Regions from separate parts of the Mus musculus genome. Here regions 2, 3, 4, 5, 6 and 7 are each linked to region 1. Evidence: chromatin contacts called from public HiChIP or PLAC-seq and promoter capture Hi-C data. All regions are on one chromosome and are shown on one strand. Each heading gives the region's core, a stretch centred on a gene start, on an enhancer-like site or on the middle of the called end of the contact. The rest is flanking DNA. Distances are from core to core; before and after follow the strand shown. Region 1 holds the start of Irak1bp1 (interleukin-1 receptor-associated kinase 1 binding protein 1). Region 2 holds the start of Elovl4 (elongation of very long chain fatty acids (FEN1/Elo2, SUR4/Elo3, yeast)-like 4). Region 3 holds the start of Mei4 (meiotic double-stranded break formation protein 4). Region 4 has its middle 28 kb from the start of Gm36120. Region 5 overlaps Mei4 (meiotic double-stranded break formation protein 4). Region 6 has its middle 52 kb from the start of Gm36120. Region 7 overlaps Sh3bgrl2 (SH3 domain binding glutamic acid-rich protein like 2).

Evidence for each region. Promoter capture Hi-C pulls out the DNA fragments that hold promoters and counts their contacts. HiChIP or PLAC-seq counts read pairs in DNA pulled down with a chosen protein or histone mark.
Region 2: a contact with region 1 is called in a promoter capture Hi-C map of pre-B cells, with 4 times the contacts expected there. The contact joins the promoter of Elovl4 here to the promoter of Irak1bp1 in region 1. A contact is called at or near these places in 1 of 39 promoter capture datasets (pre-B cells) and 1 of 484 Hi-C or Micro-C datasets (rod photoreceptor).
Region 3: a contact with region 1 is called in an H3K27ac HiChIP or PLAC-seq map of embryonic stem cells, with 6 times the contacts expected there. The contact joins the promoter of Mei4 here to the promoter of Irak1bp1 in region 1. A contact is called at or near these places in 9 of 39 promoter capture datasets (the C10 cell line, cranial neural crest, embryonic stem cells and 5 more), 4 of 484 Hi-C or Micro-C datasets (Th2 cells, cortical neurons, embryonic stem cells and 1 more) and 5 of 115 datasets of contacts at active chromatin or transcription factors (astrocytes, embryonic stem cells, forebrain and 2 more).
Region 4: a contact with region 1 is called in an H3K27ac HiChIP or PLAC-seq map of large pre-B cells, with 3 times the contacts expected there. The contact joins the enhancer-like site here to the promoter of Irak1bp1 in region 1. A contact is called at or near these places in 1 of 39 promoter capture datasets (pre-B cells) and 2 of 115 datasets of contacts at active chromatin or transcription factors (astrocytes and large pre-B cells).
Region 5: a contact with region 1 is called in a promoter capture Hi-C map of cranial neural crest, with 6 times the contacts expected there. The contact joins the enhancer-like site here to the promoter of Irak1bp1 in region 1. A contact is called at or near these places in 9 of 39 promoter capture datasets (the 3T3-L1 cell line, 3T3-L1-derived adipocytes, the C10 cell line and 6 more), 1 of 484 Hi-C or Micro-C datasets (embryonic fibroblasts) and 1 of 115 datasets of contacts at active chromatin or transcription factors (stem cell-derived neural progenitor cells).
Region 6: a contact with region 1 is called in a promoter capture Hi-C map of maxillary cranial neural crest, with 4 times the contacts expected there. The contact joins the enhancer-like site here to the promoter of Irak1bp1 in region 1. A contact is called at or near these places in 3 of 39 promoter capture datasets (cranial neural crest, liver and maxillary cranial neural crest) and 1 of 115 datasets of contacts at active chromatin or transcription factors (bone marrow-derived macrophages).
Region 7: a promoter capture Hi-C map of hippocampal neurons shows a contact between it and region 1, with 2.6 times the contacts expected there. The contact joins the enhancer-like site here to the promoter of Irak1bp1 in region 1. A contact is called at or near these places in 9 of 39 promoter capture datasets (the 3T3-L1 cell line, the C10 cell line, frontonasal cranial neural crest and 5 more), 1 of 484 Hi-C or Micro-C datasets (cortical neurons) and 3 of 115 datasets of contacts at active chromatin or transcription factors (bone marrow-derived macrophages and stem cell-derived neural progenitor cells).

Annotation. Positions count from the first base shown.
Region 1 is chr9:82,828,044-82,831,950 of GRCm38.p6, reverse strand. Irak1bp1 (interleukin-1 receptor-associated kinase 1 binding protein 1) reads right to left here and starts at 2,145. Exons shown (of 4, transcript NM_022986.4): 1 at 1,612-2,145. The coding sequence starts at 1,923.
Region 2 is chr9:83,804,421-83,808,327 of GRCm38.p6, reverse strand. Elovl4 (elongation of very long chain fatty acids (FEN1/Elo2, SUR4/Elo3, yeast)-like 4) reads left to right here and starts at 2,023. Exons shown (of 6, transcript NM_148941.2): 1 at 2,023-2,389. The coding sequence starts at 2,290.
Region 3 is chr9:81,861,614-81,865,520 of GRCm38.p6, reverse strand. It overlaps Mei4 (meiotic double-stranded break formation protein 4), which reads right to left and starts at 1,851. Exons shown (of 5, transcript NM_175213.4): 1 at 1,604-1,851.
Region 4 is chr9:83,651,279-83,655,185 of GRCm38.p6, reverse strand. No RefSeq gene overlaps it. Among named protein-coding and RNA genes, the nearest start is that of Gm36120, 28 kb to the left of the region's middle. Within about 2 kb of position 2,240, at least 4 of the 459 cell types and tissues checked have an H3K27ac peak or open chromatin away from gene starts, as enhancers often do.
Region 5 is chr9:82,016,679-82,020,585 of GRCm38.p6, reverse strand. The region is part of intron 4 of Mei4 (meiotic double-stranded break formation protein 4); the gene reads right to left. Among named protein-coding and RNA genes, the nearest start is that of Mei4, 150 kb to the right of the region's middle. Within about 2 kb of position 2,190, at least 6 of the 459 cell types and tissues checked have an H3K27ac peak or open chromatin away from gene starts, as enhancers often do.
Region 6 is chr9:83,627,920-83,631,826 of GRCm38.p6, reverse strand. No RefSeq gene overlaps it. Among named protein-coding and RNA genes, the nearest start is that of Gm36120, 52 kb to the left of the region's middle. Within about 2 kb of position 2,281, at least 28 of the 459 cell types and tissues checked have an H3K27ac peak or open chromatin away from gene starts, as enhancers often do.
Region 7 is chr9:83,594,260-83,598,166 of GRCm38.p6, reverse strand. It overlaps Sh3bgrl2 (SH3 domain binding glutamic acid-rich protein like 2), which reads right to left. Exons shown (of 4, transcript NM_172507.5): 3 at 3,429-3,509; 4 at 1-942. The coding sequence ends at 931. Among named protein-coding and RNA genes, the nearest start is that of Gm39384, 23 kb to the right of the region's middle. Within about 2 kb of position 1,901, at least 15 of the 459 cell types and tissues checked have an H3K27ac peak or open chromatin away from gene starts, as enhancers often do. A contact at or near this core is called in cortical neurons and hippocampal neurons, where this site is marked.

The sequences.
Region 1 (3,907 bases), core at 896-3,395:
CTCCAAGCAGGGAAGTGCGGATTGACAACCCAGTATTCCAACGTTTGAATCACATAAGAGCTTTGTGAAGTCCATAACTTACCGTTAGAAGTACTAACATGATTTTTATACTGTTGAACAAGCTATCTATATGAGCGCTTTCCTCCATGAGCAAAAATAACCTGGAAGACTAGAGTCCTTGTGTGCCTTGCCTCGAACACTGGAGACTTGGAATGTAACTGTTGTATTTATTGTGTTTTACAAGTTACAAGTTAGATACATGGGTTCGATTATGTTCTGTGTCAATGACATAAAAAACTCATTACATTATTTAAACAGGACTGACTGCAGCAGGTTGCTTAGGAGATAGTTTTCTACATTTTAAACCTATTTTTAAAATTCGTTTACAATTTACATTTAAATTTTTTAAACTGTAACATAAGCTGGGAACCCCACCCCATCATTTCAATTATTCTGGTTTTAAATGCAACACAAATACATTTTCTTTTTAAAAATAAAGACCAGTTTTTCAAAGGTCTGACATTTCTAGGACAGAAGCAATACTAGGTTGCACTTTCACCAAATCAGAGTCACCCCTGAAAACCAGGGTTCCTGCAGCTGGGGTCTTGTTTTGTACAATGCTAACATTGAGATGGCTGTCTGTAGCTTCTAATTTTCTTTCATATTAATTATCTGAAATATGGCAAAGTTGGAAGCAATCTCGATTGTGGTTCCAGGAACAGGATTTCAAATATTTTTCTTTTAAACTCAGAGCATTATTTTATTGCCGTAAATTTGGAAAGTGGTGATATTAAAACACGCCTAAGAGTCGCTGTGTGGACATTTTTGCCCCATTCGTTAAAAGGAGGGAGGCTTAAGGTGCGACCTATTTAGTGATTTGTTCCACAGACATGTCTAGAAAGTAGAAATATTTCACCTATGACACCTACATACATTGACTTAAAAAAGTTAAAACTAAAAAGGTGGAAAATTTGGGGTAGGCGATCATTATAAACCATAAATAGATGCTAATAAGTACATTGAAGAGCCACTCCACACAAACCTTTGATTGGATGGAAGCAGTTCAGGCTCCTCACCGACCTATTTCAACATGCAGAATAAAAACTACCAAAGTGTGTGTATGGGGAGGGGGGGTGGGGGGAGGGGGGAGGAGAAGGTTCAACATTCTACTTATGCAAACATTTACATGTAATTTTTCAAAAAAACATTTCATCACTCTAATCTTAATAACAAAACCACTGTAGCAAACATCACCAGATAAAAACCTACCCAACCACGGGCGTGGTGGCGCACGCCTTTAATCCCAGCACTGGGGAGGCAGAGGCAGGCGGATTTCTGAGTTCGAGGCCAGCCTGGTCTACAAAGTGAGTCCAGGGCAGCCAGGGCTATACAGAGAAACCCTGTCTCAAAACAAAAACAAAAACAAACAAACAAAAACCCTACCCAACCTGCATTCCTGATTTCAAGTTCGCTGCGGCCCATAACGGCTTTCATCTAGATTCTAGAAGGAAAGGTCAAACATCCATTGCGCCCTAGAATGGATCCTGCGGTAACAAAGCATCCCCAAAGGTACAGAGTCACCCGCTCTGCACCCCGTCTCGGAAGTCTCACCTGAAACCCCTGCTGCTGGAGGCTCTGCGTGATGTAGTCCAGGCGGCGACACACACTCTTCTTGGCCTCGGCCGACACCTCCTTGGTGCTGCTCACTCGCACGGTCACCAGCGCTCGGTCGGGGCTGGCGGACACCTCGGCCGCGCCGCTCACGTGGACCTCACGGGCTCCGGGGTGGGCCTCCGCGACGTGGGGTCGGCGGCCGATCGGCTGCGCCTCCGCGGCCGAGATCGGATGGTTTTCCCGGCCCCGGTCAGCCCAGGGAACCAGTTCCATGAACACCCGCGATGCAGGGGCGGGTTGCAGCGACATAGCTGGGGCAGCTGTGTTGCCATAGCAACGCCAGGTTGATGGCGGGGAGTGACGTTTAGCTGCCGCGCGCTTGCTAGTCCGCGCGGAGGATGCCGGGATGGAGGCGCCGCTGCAGCGTGGAGACCGGGTTTTCCCCCAGGGAAGGAGGCCTGCACACATTTTAAATAGTTACCTCCTCATGGCCTGCAAGAACCGGAGCTGTCTGTCCTGCCCTCGCGGTCAGTGATCACGGGCCTTCCACGTGACCAGTCGTTCTTCTCCCCTCCCCCTGGGCCGCCTCCATCCCTCAGTCCGCATGGGGATGAAGGCTCTGCGTTTCCAACGTGTGTGATCCCGGTAGCCCTTTCTTCCCGAATTTCACGGTGCCGGGGCGGCCTCCTTCTTTGTGAGACTCCGGTGGTCTTACCCGCAAGTGCAAGTACTTGTTTGGTTCGTGAGGAGTTTCTCTTCAAATAAACTACGTTTTGCTCGTGAGAGTTTGGACACTATGGGGATCCTCGAGTGCGTTTTTTTCCAGGACACTGTTGATTTTTTTCCCCCACAACTGCTGTTTGTTTATTAGAGGCCCGCTGAATGTAGAGTGTTGGCATGTGGAAAGACAGAGAAAACGGGGGGGTGGGTGGGGGTGGGTGGGATGTTGTTCGTCATAGCTACAATCTTTAGAAAGAGTGTCAGTGTCAAATTCTAAATGTCTTGGAGTAATTCTGGTCTTGAGCCTGGACATCAGCGTGAGCAATGACAGGCATGTCATGTACTTGTCTGTTATAGCTTCCTCTTCCCCTTTTGGAGACAGGGTCTCAGTATGTAACCCCGACTGGCCTGGAATTTACCTTGTTGACCAGACTGACCTCGAGCTTGCAGAAATGCAAGGTTTCGACCCATTTCTTGACAGCCATTATAATGAAAAGCTGTACGTGCCCTCTCCAAGCCCTCCTATTATAGTAATTTTCCTCAGCACACCCTACTGTCTCTCTTTTCTTTCCTCTTTCCCCTTCCCCGCTTCTCCCTCTGCTCTAGAGTGCTGGGGTTCAAACCACACCTGGCCTATAGTCATTTTCTTAATGTCTTGGTGATGACAGCTCGTCTGATTCCTGTTAGAATTTTATTAACAGAATGGGAGGAGAAAACCTTGGGGGCAGGGATGTAGGAAGTAGTTTTTTATAGGAACTTGAAAAAGTCTATAGTCTTTGTGATTTTTCCTCAAATTTTTAAAAAACCAGTATTTTAATTCAATAATTTAGCTAGATCAAGTGGTAATCTCTTTGTTTGGTCCATCATTAGGTCAACATAATTGTTTAGTTTGAAACTTATTGTCAGATAAGAATTATATATATGTATATATGTGTGTATATATATATATATATATATATATATATATATATATATATAATTATAATTTAAGAACTTTCCACCATATAACCATATATGCATACAGGCATATATGCATATTTTACAACTCTAGGCAATGAAAATACCTTTTAAAATTGGAGGAATTTCTTTGTTCTTTTTGGTGGACCGCAGGGATTGAACTGAGGCCCCCAGGCTTGGGATCAAGTACCTTTGTCAGCCGAGTTGTCTCACTCTGCTAAGTCCGTTTTGGGAGACAGGATCTACTGTCACTGGCATCCAAGATAGGCTAGCTAGCCATCCAGCTCCAGACACCTTCCTGTTGGCGAGAAATGTTTTACTCTAGTAGGATATATAGTTTCAAAAATGAATTGCTGAATAAAAGATGTCATAGGAACAAACAAATAATAGAAGCTTTAAGTGTATTTCGGGTACTATAAAATTTTCAAAATAGTGGAAAAATGAGTAAGTAGTATAATTGGCTTCTGTATTGAAGAAATTGATCTGTATATTATGTTTTATACTGAGAATAAAAGTTAAAGATAAAATGAAAAAAAAGTACCTAAATGTAATTCTGAGGAATGAAAGTCTTTTTTTTTTTCTTAAGCATATTACAAATGTAGAAGCAATCATAAGG
Region 2 (3,907 bases), core at 774-3,273, 980 kb before region 1:
GACTAAGAAGTATTTATTCTGAGAGACCAAACTCACAATTTAAAATGCTTTGCGCTGGGCAGTGGTGGCACACACCTTTAATCCCAGCACTTGGGAGGCAGAGGCAGGTGTATTTTAGAGTTTGAGGCCAGCCTGGTCAAAAAAATAAAAAAGCTTTGCTACTTAATCTATTTATGAAAGGGGAGCCCTCATGATCCACACCACTCCAAGTAGGTCTCAACTCTCTACCTTGCTGTATTGGGGATTGAGATCCAACAACACATGAACTTCTAGGGATGTTTTCAAACCATAGACGCAAGCTTTGGTTCTGTGTGATTATTGGTATCTGTAAACTACTTGTGAATTAAGCAATATTAAGTAATGGACTGTAATCTTCACACCAAGTAATAGAGCTCAAGGGTGGATACATCCTAAGACTGTTTCTTCTTATGTGCTTGAACAGCTCCTAAGTATAAATAAAAATGACTATGCCCCCAAGTAAGGCAGAGAAAATGTTAACAATATAGTTGCCATTTCTAACTTAACATTGATGGGGCTTGTCTATGATTTCCTTATGTGACAGGCGCCCCCTAGTGAACAAGGAACTCAAACTGACCTCCACTGTAGAAGAGAGGCTCCAAGAAAATTCTTGAATAAAGCTGCCTTAATGATTCCACATTATATTAAATAAGCAAAGACGGTGACATTTTGTGAGGTGAGGGTAGGAATCTGTTCTCCATCATAAAAACATCCAAGACTCCAAGACAATACAGAGGTAGCAACCAATACCATAAGCAAAGGGAAACCTAACTCATACTCACATTAACAAAGGAAATGAAATTTGACTAGAATTCTTTGTAGTTACTAGATTCGTAACTAGGAATTGAGGTGTAAGAAATTCTTTAATTTGAGAAACTTCATTCTGGCAAGCAGATTTGACAAATTAATAAATCATATCATTTGGTTGATTTCAGAATAAAGCATGTAAAGAAGGCTGTGGGGGTCTGAGTTATATAGCAAATCAGTTACCTTTAATTAGCCTTCCTCGCCGAAGCTCTCTCTACTTAAACAACTCCCACTATGCTCTGAAGTGATGTGCGTTATAATTTTGTCACCATAAATATTTATGACTTGCTATTTATAGCACAGAGTTAGGGCTCAGGTAGTACTCATGTTAACAACGTTGAGCATTTGACTCAGTGACCTCTAAAATAAGCATTCTAAATCAGTCAAGTGGAGAAAAAAAGCCGAAACAAAAGTGGATGGCACATCTGAATAAAACGCATATGAACTTGTTATTGGACCATTCACTGAAATCTTGCTTTATGTCAGAAACTATAAAAATGGCATAGTGTGATTTTGTTGCTGCAGTTATTGTTGTTGCTATTTATTCATAGAGACTGCTTTCTTCTCACAAGTCAACTGCTCTTTTTCTCCTCAGCATCACCCTTTCAGATTGACCTGAATCTCATGTGGTGCAAGTGGACTCTTTTAGCCTATTCTTATGGCTCCATCCTCTCTGAACTACCAATAGCCTAATTTGGTACAATTATATTGCTTTGATCGGCCAGTGTCGCTGTTTTCAATACTCACAAGGATTTAACTACATGCTAATAATATTTACGGGGTGACCACAGACTACTCTCCTTTGCCGCTGCTTAAGACAAATGGCATTCCTTTACAGTGAAACCACCCGCATTTCCTTGTCTGGGTGACAAGCACGTGCCACAGGCGAAGACAGCAAAAGCACATGTGATGGAGGTGAATGATAGGCAAGAACCAGAAATGCATCGCGTACTTCATCTTTGCCCACAAACTCCCACTTTTTCCCGTCCGGTTTCCCACGTTGCATCCGGCAGAACAGAGGTAACCGTGGGCAGGAAGGCAGGGGAGGAGGACTGGGTACGAGGTGTCCCCCTGCGGCGTTCCTGTGGCCCAGGTGGTGGCCCGGGGCTGGCCTTAGCGCGCCTGCGCAAGCCGGCCACCACTCGCGACCGCAGCATCCCCGCGCCCGGGGCGAGAGGAGGCGCCGCCCCGCCCCGCGCGGCCACGTGATGCGGGCGAGGGGATTGGAGCTGCGGCAGCGCGCGGCGACAGAGAGGAGCAGCGCTGGGCGCTCGTGGCTGGTCCTCCTCCTCCTCCGCCCTCCGGCTTCTTGTCTCTGCTGTTCGCCGCTGCTCTCCGCCTGCATCCCCAGTCGCGGCGCCTGGAGGAGGAGGAGACGCCGCTGCCAGCAGGGTTCCCGCCGCAGTCGCCCACGGTCCATCGGAGCCTCTCTTCTCGCCGCTGCTCGTACCTCTCCTCGCCAAGATGGGGCTGCTGGACTCAGAGCCCGGCAGCGTCCTGAACGCGATGTCCACGGCATTCAACGACACCGTGGAGTTCTATCGCTGGACCTGGACCATTGCAGGTACAGGCGAGGGGCCTCACCCATCTCCTCTGGGTGTTCCTTGGGCTGCCCACGGCTCAGACGCCAGTCCCCGGCTTCAGCGCTAGGCAAGGCCCTGCGCCCCCTACCCAGCGCCTTGAGGCTGTTGGGGGCGCTCGGGTCCCCGCAGATGCGGCGCCGCGGACCTCGCGGTTGTGCACTGGTTAATCAGATGAGACTCTCAAGGCGTACTCCCCCCCACCCCCCATCCCCTCAACACTCCCATCTCTTCAGCTCCGCGAATGCAGGAGCTGACTTAACCAGATGCTACCAGTGCAGCCAAGGAACCACCCTGCCCTGACGCCCGCATTTCCCGAGCTCGCCTATTATCTTATGCACTGGTACTCCTTATAGAGCGATAGGCCTGGAGGCGGACGAGGGCTGCGACTATACCTGTCTCTCCGCTACTTCAGCTTCCTTGAAGACTTTGACAAACCACTCATTATCTTCTTCCATTTAGCTAACCTCTTTGTAGTATAATTTCGACTGAAAAGTAAAATAACATTATTTAGCTTCTTGAAGAACGTTAGTTTTTTTGTGGTTTCCCAGTAGCAAATCTGTTAGGCTACCCTCTGCGAGAGCTTTGCGCAGTGCAGTGCCGTCAGGGGGAGGGGAAAGAAGGCAGGCTTTGGGCTGGGGGTCTCCGCAGCAGCACCTAGAGGATGGCTCAGAAGCCTGCATAAGCATAAGTACAGTGTACTGAAATTAGCGAACTTTCCCTTCAGCTGTTGAGTTTGCAGAGCAGGGCTGTCATTGAGTGACTTAGTTTTCCTAGCAGAAGTAATTGTAACATAAATGTTCACGTTTTAACATTTCTTCACTTGCTTTGTTGCTTTAAAAAGTTTCCGAGACCTTAAACGTTAAGTTTAAAGGATCCCAGGGAATAGTTTGGGGCTTTAAATTTGTGTTGTGTGTTTGCAGTGTGACCCTGTATTCTAGCAACGGAGGATGTTAGCAATATAGGTTATGATGGCTGTCTTCTTTAGAAGTGAAAAGTTTCTTCTTTAGTTTTTTGTGTTCTGTTGCTAGGGCAATCGAGACAGTGGGTTATATATAGCTTGATACAGAATGACATTTGATGTATGTGCTGTGAACAAAATGCTTGCTGGAATTGTTTCTGTATGAGACAAACGCTTTTTCGACCTGGAGGCTTCGATGACTTGTTTTAAAACGCGCGATATTTCTCAGGAGATCAAACATCTGACCGTAGGAGAGCCAGTAGTTCCCAAGCCGCGAAGCTGGCGGTGGTTTAAAGGCAGTTGTCCAGGAACGACTCTTTCTTGAGCTTTACTTTAATGCTATCACACTGATACCTGCAATACCCGGGGAAGAAGCACCCTTCCCTTCATCTCTGCGATACTGGTGGGAACATTGCATCAGAGCTTCCCCTTACACAATTGCACAGAGCCGAACATCAGACAAGCTGGCTGGCAGGTGGCGATGCGGATGAGGTTCTCCAGCTACCTCGCATCCAGAGCCACACCTAGGCGTTCTCTCTCT
Region 3 (3,907 bases), core at 602-3,101, 970 kb after region 1:
AAACTGACAAATCCTCAATGCTATTTCTTCCCGTTGCTGTAGCTGACACTCTAAACCTATTCTTAAAACACTTAGTGATGCTGCCCTGATTACATCCCAGTGTCTAAAAACGTACCTACTTTCTCTTCAGCACATTAACATCTTCTGTCTTTATAACCCTTTAGCTTTCTAAATCTCAAATCCTTCAAAACATTATGCACAATACAATCATTAAGTATGTTTATCTCACGAATGCTTCAAATGATTTGGGTTAATATGCCTATTAAATTGGCGCTGTGACTTTTGGCTTCAAGTATTTTCATACAGCAGAACTTAACATATACCTGCCATTCACATATATCATGAAACCTAGAATACACTAGACTTCTAATTTCTTTGATATAATAAACCATGGGATAAATTAATACTATGTTTTTAACAAGAATTCCATAATATTGGTTTCAAATATCTGATTCCAAACATTGCTACTTTCATGAAAAAAAAAATTTTAAAAAAATACTCAGTCACAAATCTGTGCTCCTGGTCTTCATGTCCAAATTTTACGACTGAATTGTAAATTTTGTGGTTTACTGACATATACAAAGACATTGTGTTTAACCTAAGGCCCTCACAGAAGCTGTAAGCTATAACAATGGAAAGTAAAATAGTGGATGTCAATTTGTGAATGTCATTACTGTAGTCACAAGATATACCAAAAATCATATAATTCTAAGCAGGAAAAAGTAATATAAACAAGCCAAAATTGATCAGAATGTATGTAATGAATTTGATAAAAAGTTTGCTAATTGGAAGTAACCTGATATATTCAGACTTGGTGGTTCACATTTTAATCCCAGCATTTGCAAGTCTGAGGCATACATATTGCCATTAGTCTTGAGAGCAGGAGGCAAGGCCATCCTACAAAGTGAAACCTTGTCTCAAAAATCCAAAAGATACAGAAAAAAAAATAATAAATTCCAGTTGATGAAGAATCCAAGTTATGAAATTCTTATGAATTTCATATTTATATTCTGTGAATATCGACATACTAATGTATTTTCTGTGGTTCCTGGTGGGACTTTAATCCTCTAAATATGTAATTGCAGACTATAAAGCTATTCAAGGCTTTATTTAATTCACTTCAAATTATTGACTTTCTGCTACTTTGGACATTCCAGATTCACCAAACCCTCACTGGCTTCTTCCTCCGTAATGGAGACTCCACTTCTGGCCCTGCTCCTCTGATCTGTTGCATATCTCACCACAACCTAGCTCTTCCAAGAATGATTTTTATCTCTACCTCATGTACCAGCACATGCTTGTCAGATCCCAAGAAAACCGCACCCGTCCCACTTTTAACACCCCCAACACTTTCTGCAGTTCCTCTGGGTGTGTACTTGCTCAATAAAAGATCAGATCAACAAGTGCCTACGGTCCCCCAAAACCACCCTTTCCTCCAGGAAACCTCAGAAGCCACCTCTAGAGTGAAGGCAGGCTTGCACAGACTCTAAGGTGTAGAACACACCACAGAACACACGCTTTGCCCGCCCAAGTTTCTGAGGCTCCAGGCGCGACCTACTTATCAGGTAAAGAAATGCCCCTCCCCACGCGTGAGGCGACCTACCTCCGCAAAGGGCGCGACAAGGAACCCCAAGCCACAGCACCTGAGAGCGTGCGCTGCTTGAGGGGACCCGGGGCCCGAGAGTACAGAGAGCAGGCAGATGCTACACAAGCCTGGGGTTCCTGAGAAGGAAGGACGCCCTCAGGCGGCGGGGGAAGCTCGGGGGCCAGTATTCCCGGCCATGCACGCTGATGCAAGCGCAGCCCGCAGGTAGGCGCCAGAGCCCAGAGCGCCACTCCTCCCGGCTTTCTTCCAGTGCCAATCAAGAGGGAGGCCCGCGGAGACCACAAGTCCCAGAAGCCTCTGCGCCACTCTCCTCGGAGGGGCTTGGGAGGGGCTCCGGCGGGCTCGGGCGGGCTCGGCGAGGAGCGGTTAGCCGGTTTGGCTGGACTAGGCAGGTGTTTCCTGCATCTTCCTTTCTTCTGCAAAATAGTTCAAAATAGTCTAGGACTGCCTGCAGCTCCTCTCCTGAAAGGCTGATTTGGTTTCTAAGGAGAGACTCACGGGGCTTGAAAAAAAGGAAAAGTTTCAGGAAAGCTTCTGTTGTGCCAACTCCTGTCCTACATGGGAACAGTCGGGAAAACAGATTCTTTGGGTTCATTTGTTGGCTTGTTTCCAAAGATGGTTTTAAAATCTTTGCTTCCTGCGGGAGGAAGCGCTATGTTTCTCATTTGTCCACCTGTCATATCTTCATCTAGGATTTTAAGTAATTTTTTGCCTCACGTACTGAAATTTCTCAGAAATTAAAATGCAAAGGAGATTCTAAGCATTCGGAAGTCACTTATGTAGACTTTACTAACAATGTGCTAATTTGCTAATAGTTAAAGGTTTCAACAATTGTATAGGATAAATTACCAAATATTATATCTGGGGGGTCTGCACAGCTCATTCTCCTACGTAAATGACCCTTTATTAAGGCAAGTGCTTGCATCTAGTCAGTTATTGCAAATGTCTTGGAAATGTTAAGCTTCATTGTTCTATCCATGTGTTTAAGAAAGTCAATAATTTTAACTATAATGTAATTTAATATAGCTTTCGTTAATCTTGCAACGGTGCTTTCATGCAAACTAAACTCGGGTTATTGTGACTGCTAAGGTGATGAACACTGTGAGTGCTCTACTGTGCTCACTGCTCTTCTTTGAGTAATGTAAAATCAAACCATCCAAGTTCATTTCAAGATAATGAACAGTCAAGTAGGAGTGATGTAGAAAAGTTGTGTTTGCGTTGATAAATAGTATGATATTCTATTTCAATTCCCCTCATACATTTATTGAGAAAATTGAGCTGTTACGTGCCAGTTACAGCCTTGATTACTGGTCAAGACCTGATTACAACTCCATACAAGACAGAGCACTCAGTCTAATAGTTAAAACAAATGGGTAGCAATTACCAAATACAGCACAGCCACTGAAATCCTGAACGAAAGCCCAGAGGTAGTTTTAACTATTTACCACCTAAATGTAAAGACCTAATGATTTCAACAACCTCAATAGTTTTCTTTGAACATCTTCAGATGGTTAAAGATGCTTTAGAATACATAGCAGAAAAAGAAACGTTTTAAGAAAATTATACAAGTTTTTGACTCACTCAAGACTAATGAAACACAAAGTGATCAATCAAATACATGCTCTTTGAATAAAGTAATGGACTCTATTTATGTTTTACATTTAATTCTGAGTGATTTTAGAGTCATTTTTAATGTCACAGTCTGTCGATGGGACTGTGACTAACCCATTTTTCTAAGAATATGTACAGATATCCTTTATAGATAAAGATATGTATAAGGTTAAATGACAAGCTTTATGGAAAGTGAAGAAACAGGCATACACATAATAAGCAAGCAAAGTACAGAGAAAGAAACCCCACAAATTTGAAGAAGACCTTCATACTAGGATCTGATTTTCATCCATAGAGCTGGGTTTTGGTGACCTGAGATAGTTCCCCCTTCTCTCATTTCATGGTGGTCAGCTTAGGAAAAAAAAAGGGGGGGGGCTGATAATTGCCCCAAAGATTCAGATAATCATGTTCAGGGACAGTCTTGACCTTATCTGAACACCTTCAACATATCAATCAAGAGTGGAGAGGGTGTCACTGCCAAGTGTGAAAGTATGAAAGAAACCGGAAATTTGTCTTTCTATTACTGACTGGTAGTCCCTTTTCTCATCTGTCTGTCTACCAAGGACCTCTGGCTCCTTGGTCTCAGCATCTTTCTATAAATTTGGAGTATTGAAATAAAACGAAAGGAAAAGATCTTCACAAAATGTATAATCTTAGATGCTGAATCTACTACCTTATTGATAGTTAAAA
Region 4 (3,907 bases), core at 991-3,490, 820 kb before region 1:
CCTGTCGATTTAGTGCATACTTGTGGAAGATCACTCAATATTTGACAATATGGAAAGAAGAAAGGCACCTTTTTTTTAAAAACTTACTTTATATTCTGCTATCTGCTACCCTCCTGATCAACTCTTCCCACAATCCTTTCCCTATCCCCCATCCTCTCTTCTGAGGCACAGCCCCACCTTGAGACAAGGAACCTCTGAATATATTCACTGGTGAAATCAGTGTGTAAATGAATGGCCCCTGTACTTGAATTCCCTTCTCCCACATTGTCTTCTTTCCAATAAGGAGTTCTCTTTCACAAGATAGTAAAGTATGGGGGCGGGGGGAGGAAAGGGATCATAAAGCCAGGAAGCCACCACTCCCAGGTAAGGAGGCTAGAGGAAGTCTCTTAGTGAGATTTCTGCAGCCATCTTCCCACTCTCAGGCCACCCTCCCTTAAGTGTTTGCATGAGTCACTGGAAGAGCTGGGGATTGCTGCCCCTCACGTCAGATTGCTTACGTTCTTCCTGCCGCTCCTGGCCTGCCTTCATTCTCTAGAGCCCCACTCTGCATCTCAGCAAGAATCACACAGACAGGCCTTACAGTCGTGGGGAATGACATAGCCCACCCATGCTTAGAGAATCGCAGTGTTGGGGAATTATTCTGTGGGCACAGTTCTGTGTGTCCTGTGACATTTGTCAGCAAGCACTCATTCCTGGCAGCCTTTAGAAGAACATTGGATTCCACTGTGTGCTTCTCGAATAGTCACAGGAACCAGGGGTGGGGGGTGGGGGGTGGGGGCAGGTTTCTGCACTGTTTGGATTCTGTGCTCTCCCAAATGGTTCCATGGGATTTTAGGTCCTTTCAGAAGAGCATGGCTGTGTTTGAGGTTTCCCTGCAGGTTCCATGTGTCAGCATACAGCTGGCCCTTTCAAGGCTACAGTCAGTCATGCCCTACGCCACAGCATCGTCTCATTGAACTATCAATACTTAGTCGTACTTACGCTAGAGTGTAGGCAACCCCCATGACTTGCCCTCTGCCAATGCCTGCTAAGTCTCTTTTCCTCCTAGTCAGAACTCTCCCCACCCCATGGCCCACACAGTTCCTTCCACACTCATGGTGTTCTTGGACCAGAGGATCACATCGGCTCCTTCCCCATCTCCCCTGAGCTACCCTGATACCCAGACTTCCATATCTCCTCCCTCTTCATCTCTCCCTCCTATTGTGGTTCTAGTGACCATAGATTCTGGGAACTAAGGCAGCACACCAGCCTCTTCTGCTTACCTATACCCTGGCTGTTCCTTCTACCCAGTTGCTTACCACTCCATAACAGGATAAACTCCACCACTTCCTTCAGGTTTGATGTTCCTAAACACTTAAATGTGAAGTCACCCTCTTCCCCAGCCTTTGAGTCACCACTCCCTCCCAGCCACAACTGAATTCTTTACCTTGATCTATTTCTGAAGAACTTTATATGTACCCCCACCCCACTTACTAGTCACATTCATCCTTTATCTTTAGTCTTTCTCATCAACTAGACTATTTCCCAAAAGTACATAGGTTTTTCCTGTTATTTTCAATGCAGTGATGCACACTAAGTATCTGTTATATACATTAATGTGTGAACACTGGGTTTCCAATATCACGTGGTTCATTGCACCAGCTCGGTCAGGTGGCCTCCCCTCTGTGGGCTTCTTTCTCGCCTCCCTTTTCATATTCTCTTCCTCGCTTTCAGATCTGATGTCTGTTTTTACTTCGTGATGAAAATATGGAGGGATATTTTCCCTGGACCTCCTGAATTCTCTTTCCTCCTCCTTCATGCTTCTTTGCCTCGGATGTACCTCCTGGTACTTTCTTTCCATCCCCTGCCCCCAGGTCCTCTGGAAGGAAGGTGCCTTGGTTTTCTGACAGACATGTGGGCTCTGGTGCCCTGGAAGAGAGGAAATGAAGAGGCCCTTCCTGCACTCTGGGACTAGAGAGAAGGTCCGGGGAAAGGGGGAGAGCAAAGACCCTGCTGGGTCCAGGGGCAAAAGCTAGGGAGCCCAGGCACAGAAAGAGAGAGCTGCCATTGTGGGGTGGACACCAAGGAAAAGAGAGACTATGGGAAGAGCAAGCCAAGGTGAGGTTTTAGGGAAGGGGTAGGAGCCAGACCGACAGCCATGGCTAAGGCTAGGGCCCTATACTTCCCAGGCTCCAAGCTACCTTACAGGAAGGTATTGCTTCTCTGTAGGGTTACCCAAGGTAGGCGTGGCGGCAGCCACCGCAGAATAAGCGCCACCTAGTGGCTTCTAAAAGACGCTACAGCCTAGGGTATTTTGAGCACCTCTAGGGAGGTAGAGGATGCCTGTTACTTTCAATAAAAGAAAACGTGGCACTTTATACTCACCATCCTGACAAAACGACACATATTTCTACTTCCTCCTCTCTCGAATCTTCAGTTTCTTTCCCTTCCTCCCACACTGAACAGTTTACAAAACAAAACAAAAACAAAAGGCAAACAAACAACAAACAAAAAAAAAAAAAAAAAAAAACGAAAATAAAACCCAACCTGGTGATCTTTGTAGACATTATGGCACGACACGTAGCAGAATTCACCGCGATAGTTTTAACGTATTGCTCCGTGTGCACCCGCACATCTTTTCATATTCCCAAACTTGAACCCCGAACTCACTCAGCAACCCACTCCTGCCTCAGTTTCTGGCTACTCATCTCACGGTTCGTAATGTACTCTGGCTTTCCTGGGGAGCTGGGAAGTTGGCATACCCCAGTTCAGGCATATTCCCAGATAGTGGGAGACTTCCTAGGAATTTCCCGTGTTTTCTGACTTCCTTTCTTTGCTACAAAGCACGTGTAAAAAAAGAGTAAACCACCGACAGACTCTGGCGAAGAGAGCTGGGTGTGTAAGAAGCAAGCGGCTAGGGTGGGTGGGAAGGGCGTCCCAGGCCGACAGAGCAGTAGGGGAACCTCAGGTGAGGTTCAGTTTGGTTGCCACAGCAGAAGCTTGTGTGGTTATGGGAAGTAGGGCAGCCAAGGTGCCTGTCAGGTGGGCATAGGGCAAGTCTGAGGCAGCTTCCTCTGTCAAGTTGATTAAGAAACAGGAGGGCGGAAGCCAGGCGGTGGTGGCGAACGCCTTTAATTCCAGCACTTGGGAGGCAGAAGCAGGCGGATTTCTGAGTTCGAGACCAGCCTGGTCTACAGAGTGAGTTCCAGGACAGCCAGAGCTACACAGAGAAACCCTGTCTCGAAAAACCAAGACAGAAAGATAGAAAGAAAGAAACAGGAGGGCGACCCTGTAGGAGGATCAGCAGTCTCAATTAACCTGGACCCCCGAGATCTCTCAGATAGATAACTGGACCACCAACCAGGCAGCATACACCAGCTGATATGAGGTCCCCAACACATATACAGCTGAGAACTGATTGGTCTGGGTTTAGTCAGAGAAGATGCACCTAATAATCCTCAAGAGACTGGGGGCCCCAGAGAATTTTTAGAGGTCTGGTGGGGTGGGGGTGGGGACATAATCATGGAGACAGGGGTGTGGGGAGGACATATGGGATGTGGAGCATTTGGAGGGCAGACCAGGAGGGGAATAAAATCTGGAGTTTAAAATTAATATATATATATATATATATATATATACCTTTAAAAAGAAAAAAGAAATGTAAACTTTTCCTTAACAAAATTTAAATTCTTTATTTTAATAATAATTTTTTAAAAAGGAAAAAGAAACAGAGAAGAGGGTTTAAAAGAGCAGATGCCTAGTCAGAGATGGCTCTAGGAAGGAAACTCGGGTGTGTGGGGAGAGGAAGGGGAAGAAGAGAATACTGGGCGGAAGCCAGAGAGTAGCACCCTAGCCCAGGGAAAGTGTGCGGAGGACCTGAGGCGAGGAGAAAGGGAAACGGGGACAGTAGGAAACCCCAGAGCAGGAA
Region 5 (3,907 bases), core at 941-3,440, 810 kb after region 1:
GACCACACTCGAAGCCACGCTAAGCTCAGAGCAGCCTAGGTGGATCTATCCATCTACAAGACCAAATGGCTGTGGTTAGATCCTGTGTAGTCAAGCACACACTGACTTACTTACACTGTGCCTCTTTCAGAGGTTGCACCCCAGCCTCACCCTCTCCCCCACCTCAGATTTTAGGCCTATGTTGAGGGTATACAAAGCTCTGGTCAGAAGAAAGAGTAGGTAATTATGTAAGATTTTCTACTGAGGTGTGAGCTGTGGTGCAATGCTGGTATAGACTCTGGCATCATTCTTTAATGAAGAGCCCTGGTGGAGGAGACTACAGAGGGCAGGCACAGTGGGTACAAACTCATTGCACTTCTTACCTATAGCAGTATGTTTGCCTGTCTAAAATGTGGGATCCTGGAGATTTCTTCTAGAGAATTTTGTTTGATCTGTGAACTACCTTAGGCGAAAATTTCTGTATTATTGAAACGGGTGTTTGATATTTTAGTACTTTACCTTGTTTCTGTGGGAAAGAGCTCAACATGTATGCAAAGTTGTATTTACATGAAAGCATTCATCAAAGGAATATACACAATAGAAAACATTAAAGTCTGTTTTTTTCGTTATGAGATGTACTTTAAAGTGATGTTTGTATTAATGAATTGTATCAACTCTTAAATCTGTTTTTAGAGGCTAAATTCATATGGTAATAACAAAATGAGCGGCCCATTATTCAAGAAGGCAATTTGTACAAATGTGCTCAAAGGGAGAGAATGACAGATATAGGTCTGAAAACTGTATGGACTAGGGCTGTATGGGAACACACAGGGCAAAGGTACTGTCTTGTGAAGGTGTCTGAGATAACAGAATGCTGCTAAGCAAGATGTAGCCTCTCTGTGTCCTGTGGCTCCCTGCATAGGTGGTCTCTGTGCCTCTACCTACTCTCAACCATATGAGAAGTGACAGCAGAGAAGAAGGCAGGAAACCTTGTAAAGCAAACATGCACATTTTTATGTGGTTTTAGAATGAGAATGCATGTTCGCATGGTTGGATGTGCTTCCATAGACATGAATTTAACAGCACACAATTAAAAAAAACAGATAGTGATTCTAGGAAATGTGTACATGATAGAGACTGAGTTCAATCAGTTAGCTGATGAGTTAATCAATCATTACCCAATTAAAAAAAAAAATCTCTAGATAGCTGGGCTTGCTGGAACTTCCTGATTGGTGAGAGTCTGTAACTACAGAGAAAAGCTAAGTAAAAGCTGAGCTGATCCCTCCCAGAAGTCACATTATACATCTCTTAAGGTGGCTGATCCTGATAGAAGTTCTTTACAATAAAAATGAAGCCAACAAGCAATACACACACACACACACGCACACACACACACACACACACACACCCCAAAATAAAAACAAACACGCCATACTTTATTTGGTTCTAGGCCCCTGTAGCAACTGGCTGTGCTGAAGGGAACCTGTAGGAACTCCTTCACATTTACTTCTCTTTTATCAGAAATGCAGGGCCCCCTGAGACCCCTAAAAGTACAGACTGGCTTCTGGAATGAAAATAGTCTTTCTAGGCATTGCTTTTGACCTCTGGCACATGTGTTGATACCAGGTGGTTGCCATCAGCACTAAACTGAATTGAATTGAATTTTATCACACCCATGTGTCTTGAAGTTGGGTTAAATTTTCAAAAGTATGCAAATAACCTAATGAAGTTCCAGGTTATAAAATTTCACAAACTTTCCCACTCACATTTCTGATTTTAATGGCCTCAACATGTGCTATTTAATTAGGTGACCTCTTTCTGTTTGAAAAGTTTTCATTTCATTTACCTCAAAATCTTCCAAGCACAGAAGTTGGTATAGTCATTGCAAAAAACAGTCAAGTGCAAGTAACAGAAACAGAGAGGGGCAGGGAGAGGCAGGGGGAGGCAAAGAGGGGCAGGAGGAGGCAGGGAGAGTCAGGGAGGGGCAGGAGGAGGCAGGGAGAGTCAGGGAGGGGCAGGAGGAGGCAGGGAGAGTCAGGGAGGGGCAGAGGAGGCAGGGAGAGTCAGGGAGGGGCAGAGGAGGCAGGGAGAGTCAGGGAGGGGCAGAGGAGGCAGGGAGAGTCAGGGAGGGGCAGAGGAGGCAGATAAGGAGGGGTGGGCTGGGAAAGGCAGGCACTCATGGCCAGGGGCAGTCAAACCTGCTGTGCACATTCAAACCCCAAGGCCATCATCTGTGAAAACGCCAGGAGCTATGAGACTGAATTCATAGCTTTCACAATTTTGATCCAAGCCGTTCTTTAAGCTACCAAATGAGTCCAACTTTAGAAGTCATCTGAAAGAAAAGTTCTACTTTCTTTTGCAACAATTTTATATAATTTTTAAAAGTGCATTTTACCCTGAGTAAGTTTCAATAAGCAGCTGACCTGGGAGGTTCTTTGTGAAAAAGAGCTCTGTCTGGGTAAAGCAGAAAACAGTAAGAAATGAAAGTCTCCCCTGGAAGACACACGGTTAACCTGAAACCTTGCTTTCAGCAAATTAGTTTAAGACATTTTGAACATAGAATGATTTTGTGTTTACCCACGGGGTATTGGTATCCTGCAAGACACACTACTAAGGTCAGTAAATGACAAACACGGTTAACATGAGATTTAAAAGATAGATCAACCATCGGGGAAAAAAAACCTTTACATTACAGTGCTTTTAAAAAATCTCATTTATTTGATACCACAAAACATACCTACTCCAAAGAAATACAACATTACGGTGACTGCAGTTTTAATCTTAATTAAAATCCTTATACAATCTGTCTAAATTTGTACATAGGAAACCTAGTAGATTTTTTTTCCTTCAGAACTGATGAACCACAAATAAAGTGAGTGCATTCTAGAGCAAACCTCTTGGCCAGTTTTCTGACATTGTTTTGCTTTAAACTACTATGAGGACGTGGACCACGCTTCCCAGTGTGGTGAGGAGACTTTCCCGTTCTTTCCCAGGATGCCTGTTTCTGGGGTGTTGTGTGGAGGATGCATGGTGTCTTCCTTCATAACTAGTGTCGGTCAAGAGGTCCAAAATGTGCTGCTAAGCTCTGTGCAGGCACTTGCAGGGTAAGCAGGAAAATGACAAACATACTTACACAAGTCAGTGGAAAACCAACACATTTTCCTTCATTCTCTGCCAAATTGTATAATTAATACTGTGCACAGTTTCCTGTGACATAGTACCAATACAAAAGTCACATAAATGATTTTTATTTCTTTCAGATGAAAGCAATACGACGGACAGACACTTTTTTCCCCACCCAGGGCTTACTCTCAAGCAGCATGAGCAATAAGTGAGCAGCTGTGGAAACAATCTCTCTCTCCAGTTGTGTTAGGTGGTACAATGGAGGGATCCCGCCTTCAGAGAGCGCTTTGCTTCCTCGGCTTCAGTGGCTTTTCTGGTTTTCCTCAATAGTGATGTCTTTCTCATTCTAAAGCCCAGCTTCATATCCAGAACCGCTTGTGTGGGATGGCCTCTTATGTAGTGCTAACAGTCTCTGTTCTGAGCATGCTCCAGGTACTCAAGGGAGCAAACACCAACCAGTGTGGAGGATAGAAAGTGGAGTCCCTCACCCCACAACTGAGACGTGCAGTTTGAGACCAATTGTTATCTTACCAGCATGCAAGTCTCATAAGGTTTCCAATGCTTTCCACTGTCAGAATATATGCAGCCATATCATCATATTGTGGAAAGCATAAATCTCAATATGCCCCTCACCAGGGTGCAGGTTAGTACTGTCTGTTTGCCTTAAATGTGCAGATCCAAATTCAATTTCAAGCACTGCAAACATAGCAAAGAAAATAAAATGTGCACAGACCCAGACCATTGATTTGGCCCAGGCCATATCAGATTTGACTCAGGAAAACAGTGCTTTCTTATAGTTCAAAGT
Region 6 (3,907 bases), core at 1,032-3,531, 800 kb before region 1:
GACAGGATATTACCAGTACTGACGTCTTGTTTGTGTTTTCTATTCGCCTTTAGCATGACCCTGTATTTTCTCTCACTTTTCCTTTCCAATCCCCTGACAGTTTAGAAGCACTATGTTGTATTTTACCCAGTGAACATTAATTACCCTTATGTTAGCTTTTTAGATATTGAACGCTATGTTGTTTTCTGTGAATGCTTGAAGTTTTTCAGTATTCTCATCTCTTACAGTGATATAATTTCTATGTATATCTTGTGATATAGCTCAGGATGATACAGCTATTCATTCAACAACTTCTGCTACTTTTTAAAATCTGGTTTTAAACTGAAAAAAAAAATTTAACACTACACACCACAGAGAGTGTGTGAGGGGTTGGGGAGATGGCTCAGTGGGTAAAGAACTTGCTGTGTAATCATGAGGACCTGAGCTCAGACCTCTGGAACTCACTCAACTCATGTGAAAATGATGAGCCTGATACTGGAGAGGAAGAGAGAAATTTCCCTAAGGCTTTCCAGTTGGCCATTCTAGCAGAACCAGCAAGCGCCAAGTTCGGTGAGAGAAGCTATCTCCCAAAAATAAGGTGGAAGACAGCTGGTGTCAACCTCTGACTTCCGCAAGCACGTGTATGCAAGCAAGACACACAAACTCATACAGGACACAAAAAAGTGATCACTATCTAGTCGATACATGCTCAGTGCCTTTTAGATAACCTCTTTTTTTTAAAAAACAATAAGATTTATTTATTATTATACATAAGTTCACTGTAGCTGACTTCAGACACACCAGAAGAGGGTGTCGGATCTCATTATGGGTGGTTGTGGGCCACCATGTGGTTGCTGGGATTTGAACTCAGGACCCTCTGAAGAGCAGTCAGTGAGTGCCCTTACCAGCTGAACCATCTCACCAGCCCCTAGATAACCTCTTATGATGGCATCTTTTTCCTATAACTCAGCCCTATAAGTTAATGTATTTGATTTTATTTTGTAAAGTTTTTTTAAACAATACTATTTTACTAATTGAGAATTGCATAGAATATTTTTTTTAATCAAATTCATCCCTACTCCCCCAACTTCTCCCAGATCTACCATCTTCACCTCCTAAAAGCTCCACAATCTCCCCAAACTGCCTGGAAACAAGTGTTCAAACACATGAGCCGGCAGGGATGTGATGACTAATCTTAGTGGTCAACTTGACACACTTAGGGAGAGGGAACCTCAATTGAGAAATTGCCTCCATTAGATTGGTCTGTGTCTTGTCTGTGTTTATGTGGGGGTCGGAGGGGGGGTAAGGGGAGCATTTTCCTGATTGCCAATTTATGTGAAAGGGCCCAGGCCATTGCGAATGGTGCAACCCCTGGGCCGAGTTATATAAGAAAGCAAGCTGAGCATGGGGCAATCGAAACAAGCCTGTAAGCACCATTACTCCGTGGTTTTGGTTCCCACCTCACCTTCCCTGGATGATGGGTTGTAACCCTGTAAGCCAAACAAACCCTTTCCTCTCCAAGTCGCTTTTGCTCAGTCCGCTTCTCACAGCAGCAGAAAGCAAACTACATCAGAGACTTTGGATTCAAACCATAATTTATTTCTGTACTAATTCTCTCCTACGTCTTTATCTTCTTCTTTTCCTGTGAACCCTGGAGAATGGAGATCCGTTCTGCTTGTCTGTGTAGCTACTGTTCTTGGGATAAAGCTTGGGTCACTCAATTTTTTTTTTTTTTTTTTTTTTTTTTTTTTTTTTTGCAAATAAAGTAAGTACTTTCAGATACATTTTGTGACATTTGACAACTTCAAAGCACTTTTTAATGACAGTTCCTAACTTTTTACTTTCAAGTTCTTCCCAAAATACTAGATTCTACATTAACATATGTCAAAGGAATAGTCAACAAATGAACTTGCAAATGAGCTAGTGACTCATAATGAAAAAATATTGCACTGCCTCCATATGCGGGGCCCCATAATAACTTCTGTTGCTTTAAAATTTAATGTCGTCAGTTCCATATGCAGTCCCTGCCTTTATTGGCATTTAAATCTATAAGCTCTCATACTTAATCCTTAAAATTAATGCAATGTAATATGCTTAAAATCTGTCAAGGAATCAGAGTGAAAAGCTGTGTGGACATACAATTCACCACATTACATATTGATTTCTTTGTTTCTGACCCAGGCACATAGAATCAATGTTTATGACAGTAGTTGATGAGGGGGAGTGGGGGCTAAGCGAGCTTCCCATGTGCACTCATAGTCGATAAGTGAAACAAAGAGATCTACTGTGAGTCACATCTCCGGTGGAGTTGATTAAACCTGAGTGCATGTGACTGAAGCATCGCAGCATGCAGGTTGCATTGCCTGGAGGGTATCTGTGGCTGGCGGGAACAGCAGGCAGTGGCTTTCTCTATGCCCAGTGATTTCACTGCGTAGATATAATTCCAGACAACTGCAATTGAAAACACTTGGACTCTCGGTAGCACTGCAGAGACAACCAGGCCATAAATGACAGAATGGCTGCTTCAGAGATCCCTTCACCCAGGAACAGTGAGGTTTGACAAGCGGAGAGAAAGCAGCAGCAGACAACAGCCATTCCGTTAGGTTGTCAAGGCCAGAGTGGAGGGAATCCCGTCTCTTTGTTGGTCTTGCAAGCAGGCAAGGGAGAAGAAATATAAGCAGGTATTCAAGGAGAGAAAAATTGTATGTGTGCTGTTTTCACAGCTGGGCTGAGCACATCATGAATTACAGAGGAACTTAAGAGCGTTGGGGGAGGGACTCCTGGAGGGTAGAAAATGCCAGCATGTGGTTATCTGTGTGTCCTGACTTTCGCAAATATTCACAGAGTTCCTGCTGGGATGCATAAAGAATATAAAGGACACAAGCCAGGTCTGGGCTCGGGTAGCCTTGTTCGGCTAAAACACACCTTTCCATTATCAATTAGATTGCAGCCTGGAGCTACAGTGAAAAGCTTTCGGTGCCTTGCTGGGACAGGCCACCTTCCACGGAGGGCGGAGATTTCTCGGGCACACCTGTACTGTTGCTATCACTGAGATAATTATTCTGGAACTTGTTTAGCATCTTGGGTATTGGGGGTGCAGTTTAAGAAAATGATTCCATCTAGTCTCTTCATAAAAGTATGCATGCAAAGGGCAGCGTTAAAAGGTGTTTTATTTAATGTTCAAATTCAGCAATGTACTTATTTCCAAAAATCTTTATTAAATAATCTGGTGCTTTTAAAGCTAGATTTAGGAAATCTAGCTTTACTGATATAAAAAGGGGAAAGCAGAGTTTTATACTAACCACAGTGGGAAGTTATTAAGCAGAATCAAAGGTTAGGAATTTTTCCTTTCAAATGGCTAGGCATACACTGCCAGGCAGAGAATCCCTTTTAATACAGGTATTTGATTTCAGACCCTGGGACAAGGAAGTGAGATGCATATATTACATACCAAAGCAGACCTGGCTTCCAGGTTTTCCCAGCATCCCTCAGTCCCTACCTGGCACACCTTGTCCCAAAACTTGAACTTTCCAGTCCAGGGGCTGGGCTGCCCTTTCCCTTGAAGCTCTTTCCTATATAATCCAGACATTTTGTGCGCTCTCTCTCTCTCTCTCTCTCTCTCTCTCTCTCTCTCTCTCTGTCTCTATCTTCCTTCTCTGTGTGAACAACCTTTCTCTTTCTCCCCTACTTCCCCATGTTGATTCCCCTGACCTCAATCCTTGGGGCCAGTAAACTCACCTGAAAGCAGCTTCCCAATAAATCTGCCTTTAGTATAATCTAATCTGGTATGAACTGGCTCATTTCACTAGCAGAAAAATAATCTATCAATAGGATTCTGAAAAATCATCGAAAACTTTTGTAAATAGAAAAACAAATAAATAAAACAGGAACTGGACCTCTAAATCATGCATAGATTTGGGGATCCAAA
Region 7 (3,907 bases), core at 652-3,151, 770 kb before region 1:
TTCCTCCAAAAATATAATCCCTTCACAAAATAGAACAAGCAGCTGTTACTTTGGGGAGCTGCATTTAAAAATATATGTGCATGTGTGTGTAAGCAAACTACAAGAGCTGAAAACGCCTTTGCATACTGACAGAGCAAACTCTATTAACTTACTATATGTAACCGGTGCACTTCTTAAAATATATCTCTCAAGTAGTCTTATGCATACAGTGAAACTTCCCCCTTGCAAGAGATAAAAGAGACATTTTCCAAAAACAGCAACTCTTTTCTGCCCTGTAACTTGGCTGTGATCATTTGATATTGCAATGGAGGTTTTGGAAGCACCTGGAGAAGCCTGGAGAATTTATAGGGGTGAGGGTTTCCATCACAGAACGGAGCTGAGAGCATCCAGCTCTTCCAGCAGGCGTTATTACAAAGTACCAGAGCAGTGACATTTGTGACTCTCCAACAAGAACCCTCAGAGTCAATGTCAGTCGGCACTGCTTTCTTCTTTTGGATTCAATTGACGTTACCATCCTGGCAAAATGGTTTCAAGGATGGGACGCAGGCAGCTTAGAGAGGAATGGGTTTCTGCAAGGCCAGTTTCTAATAAAACATAGGGCAGGTTCAACGTTTTCTCCCTGATGGTGTCGCCCAATTACCTGTCAGTCATTAAGGAAGTTGACCTATCACGGGGAGAGTACTTTCAGGTGAGTGAGGCAACTGCAGACGAATCAGAAAATAAGAGGATCCACCACCACAGAACTGATTGGCTCAGAGCAATCATGCAGTCCCCATTATTCCCATGTCCTCCAAAGACACCTTCTCCAGGTCAGACGAAGTTACTGATTGTGTGTGTGGCTTTGTCACAGTGATGCATCAGGTAAGCAGGCGAGTGCTGAGTACCAGGGGGTGCTCCAAACGCAACTCCATCACCTTCTACTTTTTACCTCTAAGGTTCCGCCTATTAAACACAAGAGGGGAAAGGCACGGTCATTACACTGCATCGACAAGAACGCTTGCCTTTCGCAGTGTTTTGTTTTTGAAATGTCAGGAACAGATATGAGGGAGGTTATAATGACTCACCCTGTTACTGAGAGGGCGAAGTCTCGGCTTTTAAGCCAGAGCCTCGACTTCAGTCCTACCCACCCAACCTGCAAACAAGCAAAGAAAAGCTCCATCTCTCTGCAGCCACCAAGTCTCCTTCTTTGAACACTGCTGTGCTATTAGCTCACAACAGGTGGCTGTGACCTCCCAGGAGCATGAAGAGGTACTGCTTAAGGGTGGCCCTGGATGAATGACATCATCAGAATGGCCACATCATTCATAACGCATCACCACCCCTGTTGTCCAAGTGCCACTCTGTCTGTCCCCATGACCCAATTAAACAAGTGTCACCAAGAAGCCACTGCAATTTGCTCCAATATAGCCAAAGGGTGTGCAGTGCAATCAGCAGTTATGGATTCTGAAAATCACCCCTTGTCTTAGTGACCTGGGAGCAAAAGTCTCCATACCAGCTGCTGAATCTTTAAAGAATCTGTGCCTTTGGAGAAAATGAGACCAGAGATGGTGTGTACTCAGTATCTTCTATGAGGTTTTGACACAGCCTACTGGCTTCTGCCTCTGGAAGGTAATCCTTGCCCCAGGCTTTCCCCACCACACACACTGCCCCATCCCCCAATTCTCTGAAGATAAATCTGGATTGTTTAATATATTTGGGTGGAATATTTTATATAAATACTAATTTTCCTAACAAATATTCAAATGTCTGACTGGCATAAAAATAGTCTTAAGAACCTGTAAATACTTTCTGTGTGGGTGTGCCTCTGCTAAAAACCATGTGCATAGGAACCACCCACAAGCCATCTGCGGGCTTGCTGATGTAAAACAAGGCGTGTTCTCATGGTGGAGGCTCTGCTGCAGGTGCTGCAGCGGGGCTACTATTACTGAAAGCCTCTGTCTCCTCTCACAGGGGCTTCAGATGGTACCTGTCCTAGGCAGCCTCAAAGGACCCGCTACTTCGACAAAGCTTCCAGAATGCACTGCAGGTTCGGCTGCATTAAAATAGATACTTTAGAATTCAGCCTCCACTTGAGCTATAGCCAAGCCTCAGTTACTGTGTATGTCTATGAGGATTGTAAGGCGCACTGGAAAAGTGTCAATATGGTTGGCTCTGGCTAGTGAGTTTAATATTCTATTTTACACATATTTACTTCTTTACAATTTAAAAAAATAAGCCTAACTGACTTTTCTAGTCACAAAACCAGTCTTTTTAAATGAAATAACCAAACTATTAACTTACTTGGTTTTTATTTTTAAAGTAAATCTTGTGCTTTATATGGCTATGAAAATATTCATTATTCCTAAGTCTTTGCACAAAACAGACTCAGGTTCTTCACATTTTCCAAAAGGTATGATGCGATACGAGGCTTTAAAAATACTCAGGTTGGATTAGGAAGTGTGACACCTCTTTCAGGTCTGATTTGAGATGCCTCTCAAATGTGGCTCTGCTTCCGCCATTTCATAAAGCTGCTGCCCCTTGGCCTTGTGGGGCATCCATCCCACATCCTTGCCAGGACCCCCGCATTCTCTAGTCTCTCCAGCACACAGCCCCTGCACTTCTGTGCCCCACCATGGTTCAAAGCATCTCCAGGTGAGTGGGATGCTTCAATCACGACATCTATGCAAACTGGTGTGATGCTGTGTTAAGAAATGAGGAGAGGAAAGCCCAGCCCTGGGCAAAGGCAAGGGGGATCGCTGGGAGTTCAAGGCTAGCCCAACAGACATAATAAGTTCTAAGACAGTCAGCCACAGAAAGGCACTGTCTCAAAAGAAACAACAGCAGGCTTGGTGGCGAGTGCCTTTAATTCCAGCATTCAGAAGGTAGAGGCCAGTGGATCTTGGTGAATTCCAGGTTATCCTGGTCTCAGAGAGTGCAGGACAGCCCCAGGATGACACAGAGAAACTGTTGTCTCAAAAAAATGAAAAAATAAAACAGCAACAAAAAACAAAAGAGAAATAAGGCCAGGAGAAAGCTTTTCATGATCAGTACAGATGTGATTCCCCATCTGTGACCAAACAAATCATAAACGTGAAAGGTACAGACACAGGGGTAAAACACAATGTGAATTTATAATTTAAATAAAAACTAGCTACCTATTTTGCTACCTTAAATTCCTCTTCAGAGAACAGGGCTATCAATTAAAAGTAAACTAATATTTTGATTTAAAGAAGTTAAAATTTTTGTGTGTATCCCTGCAGTCTATATTTACCCGAGAGACTGCAAGTTTAGCAGGGTAGATACATGCCTCTCACCCATTCAACCTCAGTCCCTAAGGTCTGCTCCAGCAGGATAAACTCTGAAGCGAGAGTCAGAGGGCTTACCTACCATGGGTGCTGAAGCCCGGTACAGAGGGTTAGCCTACCTCCAAATACACAAGGTTAACCTACCGTGGATGCCGGCCGTGGCTTCAGGCCTAAGAATGAAAAGACTGTGTTGCTTTCCTTCGATTCAAAAAAACTGTCATAGTCCTAGAAAAAGAAGAGAGGAAGATAAAGCCAGTGAGCACCGGCAAGCAATTACTTTTACAGTTGATGCTTTCATAAAAATCCTGCGTGGAAGAAAACAATGTACCATTGCTCGGTCAAGGCCAAGGAAGACCTACAAGCACCCACTGGATTCAGTGTGTAGTTGAAAGGGCCTGTTGTAACAAGTCTTTTCTTTCTTTCTTTTTATTTTAAAACCCAGAATTAGGACAGGATTTGGCAACAGAAATAAAGGAGCAAACACTCATTTTTCCTTGTGTGTCAAACTAGAATTTATCTGTACGTGCTCACCCTGATCTTAGATTATACCCACTAATAAGGAGAGCCACACCCCAGTGTCATGCTTGATATTTTGCTATCCAAGACTTAAGAAAGAAAGAAAG